Linked DNA regions of Sus scrofa: region 1 is linked to region 2. Evidence: chromatin contacts called from public Hi-C data. All regions are on one chromosome and are shown on one strand. The core of a region is the stretch at or near the end of the contact, and the rest is flanking DNA. Distances in the headings are between cores, read along the strand shown.

The links. A called contact is a pair of places that touch in the nucleus more often than the background predicts.
Region 1: a contact with region 2 is called in a Hi-C map of liver, with 8 times the contacts expected there. The contact joins the promoter of ANAPC13 here to the promoter of SRPRB in region 2. A contact is called at or near these places in 1 of 5 promoter capture datasets (liver), 3 of 47 Hi-C or Micro-C datasets (heart right ventricle, liver and skeletal muscle) and 1 of 2 datasets of contacts at active chromatin or transcription factors (alveolar macrophages).

What each region holds. Positions count from the first base shown.
Region 1 is chr13:75,602,961-75,606,663 of Sscrofa11.1, reverse strand. It overlaps ANAPC13 (anaphase promoting complex subunit 13), which reads left to right and starts at 1,649. Exons shown (of 3, transcript NM_001178070.1): 1 at 1,649-1,672; 2 at 2,377-2,502. The coding sequence starts at 2,404. It overlaps CEP63 (centrosomal protein of 63 kDa), which reads right to left and starts at 1,040. Exons shown (of 13, transcript XM_021069477.1): 1 at 958-1,040.
Region 2 is chr13:74,973,523-74,977,298 of Sscrofa11.1, reverse strand. It overlaps SRPRB (signal recognition particle receptor subunit beta), which reads right to left and starts at 1,269. Exons shown (of 7, transcript XM_021069470.1): 1 at 1,054-1,269; 2 at 354-448. The coding sequence starts at 1,207.

The sequences.
Region 1 (3,703 bases), core at 400-2,899, 630 kb before region 2:
ACTGTAATTGCAAAGGAAGAGTAGTCGCTGACAGCGGACTCATCTTTACTGTTTCAAGAAGCATAAGAAAAACCTCATTATAAGCCTAGATTTACCGCCTTAAAGTATCTTGATGATTAAAGTGTTCTAAGGACCTATACCTTTTATTTCCTCAATTTATCATTTATTTCCCATCCCTGATTTGTATGGATCCCTAAGTCCAGGGTTCCCCAATTGAGTCCTTCATGTTTTCTGCCACATTTCTGTACCTCCAATACGTTTTTAACCAACTCACTTTTTAAAACTTGCTAAACTTCCCACCCGTGAATGAACCGCTATCACCTGCCATCAATGACCTAAGTCGCAACAATGCTAAGAAGCTAACCAGATGAGGCAGCCCAGGCGAGAGGGCCTTGCCGAGGATCCCTCCCCTGAAGTGGAAGAGTGGCCCGCGGCTAACTCCGCTCCGGGAAGACGAGCAGCTCGCCCACCCCGCCGCCCTCCCGCCGGCCCGGTCTCTAGGTAAGAGCTGACCACCTGGCTGGCCGGGACCGCACGCCGAGGGAGGCCATATCCGGCTTCGCGGGTCAGCCGGGCGTCAGCGAAAAGGCCGGGGGGCGGGGCGCCGGGGCGGAGCCGGGCCGGCGGGGGCGGGCCTGGAGGCCAGCGGGCGGCTGAGGAAGCAGGCCCCAGGCCATTCGGCCGCTCGGCCCGCGGCCCCACCGCAGCCAGGGCTACCTCCAGGCCCAGAGACGGCCGCCCCTCGCCCGTCCGACGTTCGCAATGCGGTTAAGGGCTGCCGCGAGCGCTCCCCGAGCCTTCCCGCCGTTACCTACGGCTGGGGGTGCGCACGCGCGGCACCGCCAACCTGACGTCCAGCCACAGCAGTCAGCACGTTCGTTTTGCCCACTGCTCCTTCACTTTTAATTAAAACAATGTCCTCCCTAACTCCCCCTGTGCTCCGGCAAATGGGCTCACCCACATCCGGGGATCGGAAAGTGAAGGACGTCTGGGTCACGTGATGCTGAGGGCGCGGTCGGCGGGGGTGTGTGACACGCTGGGTTTGGGGCTGGTAAAAGGGTTTGCGCGCACGTAATGTAGGGTCTGGAGATACGGGAGCGCGTTCGGACTCCTGCCGTTTCTCTTGGCTTAGGTCGTTGTTTTCACATCATCCTCTCCCTCCTAACCACTTCTCTTACCACACGTTGGGCGGGGAGGAGGGGAACTTGCTTGGCTGTCCGGACCCCCCCCCCTCGCTTCCGCATTTGGTATATCCCGCCTCGGGCCGGAAGCCGTGGCTGTGGGGCGGCCTCCCAGGCCTGTATGGACGGTGGTGGCCCGAGAGGGTCATTTCTAGCGAGGGAAAAGGCGTCCCAGTTTTGCTCATGTAACTGCATGTTTCACAGAGCTCTAAAGCAGAGATGAATAAAACTGCCCTCCCCCCGGGAAACGCAGGCGTCTCGTGTCTGGAAAGACCGTGTGACAGGCAATATACCAAGATCCTGATGGGGATCATTCTCTGTGCCCAGAGAACTATGGGACCCGCGGAGGGGCGGGGACTGCGCTCTTCTGGCTCTTAGAGAACGACTCCTGCAGAAGACGACCTGGGAGCTAAATTTTTTGGACAGTTTGGGGTTAGCTGGGGAAAAAAGGAAGAAGACAGAGCATTCCAGGCATTGGGACAGTCGTATGTGTAAGAAAACTTTGTTCAGGAAAGTGGTAATGCTTCATTCTGTTGAGTGAGGCAAGTGTTTGAGACGTAGTCATTTCCTGGTCATTGCCCCTCTTTGCCCGTCTTGTGCTTTCCTTTTTTCCAGCCCCTGAAGAGAGAAGGCACCTTAGCGCCTAACTCTGGAAATGGCATGTTGGTTCTGATGAGCTGACGCCAGCTTTGAGTTTGGAAGGAAAAATGGGTGTGTTAGTGATGGGGTAAAGAACTTTGAGTGCAAAGGCTGGAAAGGATAACAGAGTTAGAGGTGTTCGGAAGAGGGACAGGTGAAAAAAGATTGAGGCCAAATTGAGGAAAGATGTGCTGAGTCACTGACAAAAAATTTTACTACACACAGCAATTGGAAGCAGTAATACCTGAGCAGTTGGTCACAAAGTCGACCTGACTTGGTTAGTAGATCATAAGGACAAAAGGTAGATCAAGGGCAGGATGTGGGCTGAAGCTGGAGTGATCTGAGAAACCCTTACAGAAAGGTGGGATCTGTGTGTGACTGGGAAAATCAGCTGGAAGGGACTGTGATCTTGTAAATAACCTGACCCGGATGAGATGAGTCTTTCCCAAAGTGATATCATGCCAAAAGACACATCCAGGCTAAAAAGCTTGGAGAACCCCTAGTGCTAGATTACATCATCTCCTCATGCTTAAGAAATAACCTCTTTGGCTTTCAGATCTGGCAAGAGCAAAGCTGCAGGAAAATGGACAGTGAGGTACAGAGAGATGGAAGGATCTTGGATTTGATTGACGATGCTTGGCGAGAGGACAAGCTGCCTTATGAAGATGTTGCAATACCACTGGTAGGCCCCTGCTTATTCTGAGGTGATGGGTTAAAGGTCTGATATAGTAGAAGTAGGATATCAATGGGCACATAAACTAGTAAAGCAAAGAAATCAGTGCTGTAGAGTCCTCTAACTCTAGAATCCTCTGAAGAACAATTATCTTGTTTTTTTTTTATTTGAAGAGAAATGTGTTTCAGAGAACTGATGTGACCAGCTCAGTTAGGGGTCATGCCAGAACTAGAGCCCAGGTCTTCTGAGCCATGTTCTGTCTGCCACACCACAGGTGGGTTTATCAGTTGACATTTTTAGACACTCACATTTTTGAAACACACACCTATCCTAGGTTCCCTGGAAAATACTCAGAAGACACCTGGCTTTTCTTTTTTTTGCATTTAGACCATCGAGCTCTCTTGTTTCCTGATCTTTGGAAAATTCTGCAAGGAGTTTGTTAAATCTCGTGTTATAAGTTATCTAAACTTTTTTTTTTTTTTTGAATGAGGGCTTATTAAAATTTGTATTTATGTTACCAAGGCCTAACAAGGAGAACAGGGAGTTTTCCTTTAGAGCCTACCAACTTTCCTAGGAAGAGCTGGTAATAGAAGACAGCTTGCAGGCGGACTGCTGCTGCCATTGACATTTCATTTAAGAATAAGTGATAACAGAGTTCCCTGGTGGCCTAGCAGGTGAAGGATCCATCATTGCTGTGGCTCTGGTCATTACTATGGCATGAGTTCAGTCCCTAGTCCAGGAACTTATGCATGCTTAAGGCATGGCAAAAGGGGGGGGCGGGTAATATGTTCAATGAATAATACACATAACACATAACTTAGTTCAAGTTTAGAAAAATAGTCAAAAGCGCATACAAGAACTATAGCTCCACTTATCAAATACCTGTTTTGTGCCATGGACCAAGATCGAAGTCTGACGTATATTATCCCTGATGCTTAAACTTCGGGGTGGTGGTGTTACCCTCAATGTACAGGAAGGATATAGGATCAAAGAGAGGAATTTGCCCAAAGGCTGGTAGCTGATAGGTTGGACTTGACATCTAAGTCTCTGAGACTCCAGATCCTGTTCTGTGGACTTTTTTGGTATCTTCATTCCACAAGCAACTCTTTGAAGCCTACTGTGTGCCGTAAGACTGGGTAAACATAAGTATAGTTTCTGCCCCTCAGGGCCTAGAGATGCAACATAATAAGTAATTTTAATAGTAGGTGCT
Region 2 (3,776 bases), core at 20-2,519:
GCTTTTAAAAAGTTCCTTTGACAAATTCTCAAAAGAGTTTGTTACACAATGAATTATACACTGTAATCTCTTCAGCTGTCCTGGCATCCTTAGCCATGGCATGAAAGTAGTTAGTATATAAAACCCTTAAATGGGATAAGGGCTAAATGTCAGTATCTGGCAAGTGCAAGAGAAAAGAAATGGTAGAGAAATCCCAGGTTATTTTGAGTTTTTCAAGAGTCTTTTCATTTTCCCAAAGGAGTCAAGAATTAACTCCCCAGCTGTCAGCATCAGCTCAGTAAACCTCACAGGAATAATGGGATGCCCTAAGTTTTCCTATCAAGTTTAAGAAAGGTGAAAATCAAAGCATTTACTCTGACAAAGAGCAATGTTTTCCCGGAGTCACAAAGGCCAACAAGAAGAACCGCCCTTTGACTGCTCCTTCTGCTCCGGATGAACTTCCAGAACACTGTGGAATAGAAAAAAAGAACCAAAATTACGCCTTGATTACGCGTGTGTGATTGGGTTGGGGAAAATTAAGAGAAGTCTACCACAGAACACCTCATTCACCTGGAGTTTACTCTGTTATTACCACCATTATAATCATTATTTTAGTAACTCTGCTGAGCGCCTGCGACTATTAACTGTCAACTTTTCTGTATCTGCACCCCCTACCTCGACTGCATACTCTTCAAATGCAATCCGGCTTTATTAACCCTGTATCGCTGGCTTCTAGCTCAAACACAGGATGCTCAAACTTGGAGAGAAGACCCTTTGAGTCTTGGCAACAAGAGCAATGGAAGTGGGGAGAACCGCGTGCCTAGGCAAAACAGGGTCTAGTAACCCATGCCCGAGGACTGAAACTTGACTCCTGGGGTCGCGGGAAATCCTCTTTAACGTAGCGCTACTCACGCTGCTTCAGGCAGAAAAGCAGGGAGTTGTATCGAGTGAGTCTTCCTCTCTAGACGCCCCCCAGGTGGCACCGCCACACCGCGTCCGCGGTCGGCACAGCCCAGTCCAAGATCGGATCCCCGCCTGCCCTGCACCCACCTAATCCACCAGCCCCCTCTTTACCTAGCGTCAGCAGCACCGCGACGAGCGCCACCACGACTGACAGCAGCGTCGGGTCCCTCTGCTGTAGCTCCTGCCGCAAGGAGTCCAGGTAGGGATGGAAGGCGCCCCCCATACTGCCGCCATTCCCCATCCGCCGGGAGTCTGCAGAAGCCATGTCTGAGTACTTACACCCGGCACTGCAAAAGCGACGTGGCCCTAGGCTCTGCGCAGGCGTGCGAAGCGGAGCATCACGGGAGTGGTAGTTCCTATGTTGTATTTCCTCTTTCCGAGTCCGGGATCCTGAAGGTCCTGATGGGAGTTGTAGTTCTCTGGGACAGTGTGTTCCCACGGAGAGATGGGCAGTCAGCCGAGGTTTGTGTGACATGTTCATCCTTTAAGATGAGTCAGATGTCTCTGCTGTCTCCATGACCGTGGACAAAATGATGGGAGAATAAAATAAATGCTCAAGAAATCTCCCTTCGTGAAACTTGTGAGGAACTCAAGCGTTTCACAAACATTTCATCGGAAAGTAATGTGGCATGAAGTGTGACAGAGGATGTAAGGCGTGGAATGGGAAGGCAGAAAGGGTCGCTTAGTCCACCTGGGTTCAGGGGAAAGCTCCTGGAGGAAAATGATAGGAACTGAGTTAGGCTCTTCAGGCATAACAGAAGAAAGGTTGCTCTGTGCAGAAGAAAATGAGCAATTCATTGTCCGTACATTGTAAATTGAAAGCTACAACTGAGATAAATACATCAAGGGAAGCAGCCAGGAAAGTCAATGGGAGGGGCAAGGGCCATTAAAAACTTATTCCTGGAGTTCCTGTCGTGGTTCAGCGGTAACAAACCCGACTGGGTACCATGAGGACTCGGGTTCGATTCCTGGCCTCTTTTATTGGGTTAAAGGATCCGGCGTTGCCGTGACCTGTGGTGTAGGTCGCTGATGCCGCTCGGATCTGGTGTGCCTGTGGCTGTGGCTAGGCCAGCAGCTACAGCTCCGATTAGATCCCTAGCCTGGGAACTTCATATGCTGCAGGTGTGGCCCTAAAAAGACAACAGCAACAAATACTGTCACTCCTACCCTAAAGTGGCAGCCACCACTCTTCAGGCAAGAATGTGGGACCAGTGTGGCCAACTCTTGAGTTTTTCAAGAGATGCCAGAAAGACAAGTTCTTAAGGTAAATTTCCCACTTTTCAAATTATAGTAAGTAATAAAAACTTGTGATACCTCATTGCATCAGATGTGGCTGGCTTAGGGACTGCTAGCTTGCAGTCTCTGTCATCAAGCAGGTGTCGTTTCAGCAGAAGTGAGAGGAGATGAAGCAGGAAATGCTGGCAAAAACCAGACCTGAAGGGACTGTGTGCTATGCTGAGGAACCTAGACTTTAGCCAGAATGCAAAAGGAAGTGTCACTGAGAATGAAATAGATGATTGGCATATCAATGGTGAGCTACGGTTTGAGACAGAAAAGTCTGGAGGCAGGGAGACCAGCTAGTAGCTATTGTAGTGTTTTAGCAAACAATGCACAGGGTCTGAACCAAAGGCAGAGGAAAGGAGGGCACAGATATTTAGAAGGCAAATGTATAGGATTTGGTGATTAATTGGATATGCTGAGTTAAGGAAAAGGAGAGTTATCAAGACTGCATCTGAAGCAGTTGCTGTGTGTTATTGGGAAGGTCAAAGGGCTTAACATAAATTGGAGGGAGAACTCAGTTGGAGGGTCTTTGGAGCTGGGGATATAGCCAGATTGAAAACTGCCTCTCTTTTGCTATAGATGGAGTTTCTAGTGCCTCTGAGAATTCGAAAATCCTATGTGGAGCAGGTGATGCAGTAAACGTATGTGAAATTTCAGCAATAAGTGCCATATTTTCATATGTAAATAAATGGTCATTAAACGTGGAGGGCCTGAAGAGTGAGGAGGAGAGGGGATCCCTATGAAGAAGCCTAAGAAGGAAGAGTCAGCAACACAGGAATAAAACGTGTCCTGGAAGTGGTCAGTGGCATCTCTGTAACAGATATGAGGGCTCGAAGGAAAAGTGAGCTCAGAGGGAACAGTGGGGGTTGGGGGAGGTGGGAATGGACCAGAGATTGTAGTAGGTGGAGAAGCAGGTGGGTAATGAGGATAATTGCTAACATTGATGAGTGTTTGTTAGGCATTGTTCTAAGTACTTTAAATTTATTAATTTGTTTAATGTTCACAATGATCCATTATCCCACTTTTACAGAGAGCAAACTGAGATGGGATTGCTCTCTGATCCCAGGCAGTTGTGTTCCTTTATGCTTTACTATATACTCCAACAGAGTACAATTCATTTTCCAGGCATTTCATTGATAAAGTAAGCAATAGAGGCTCCAGATTAAGGAAGGATGTTTAGGACATGCTGTTAAAGTAAGTAAGCCACCTGCTCTATTTTAAATTAGCATTATCATCTCAAACTGTCAGAACCCACAGTAATCTTTCCGCATTCTATTTCTTTTCTTTCTTGTGGGCCTGATTCCTAGTCTGTATCCACCATCCGACATGCGCGCGCGCACACACACACCACACACACACACACACACACACACACACACACACACACACCCCTCCTTTATAAAAATCTGTTAGGGACTAAAAATGCAAGGAAATAGGAAGGGCCAGACATGGAGAACACCTACCATAACTGTCCTCACTGTGTAAGGATTTTTAGTCCGAGAGCTGTGTAAGTAAACAAGTGCCATGTTGGCAGTGAAATTTGGGAATGAGGA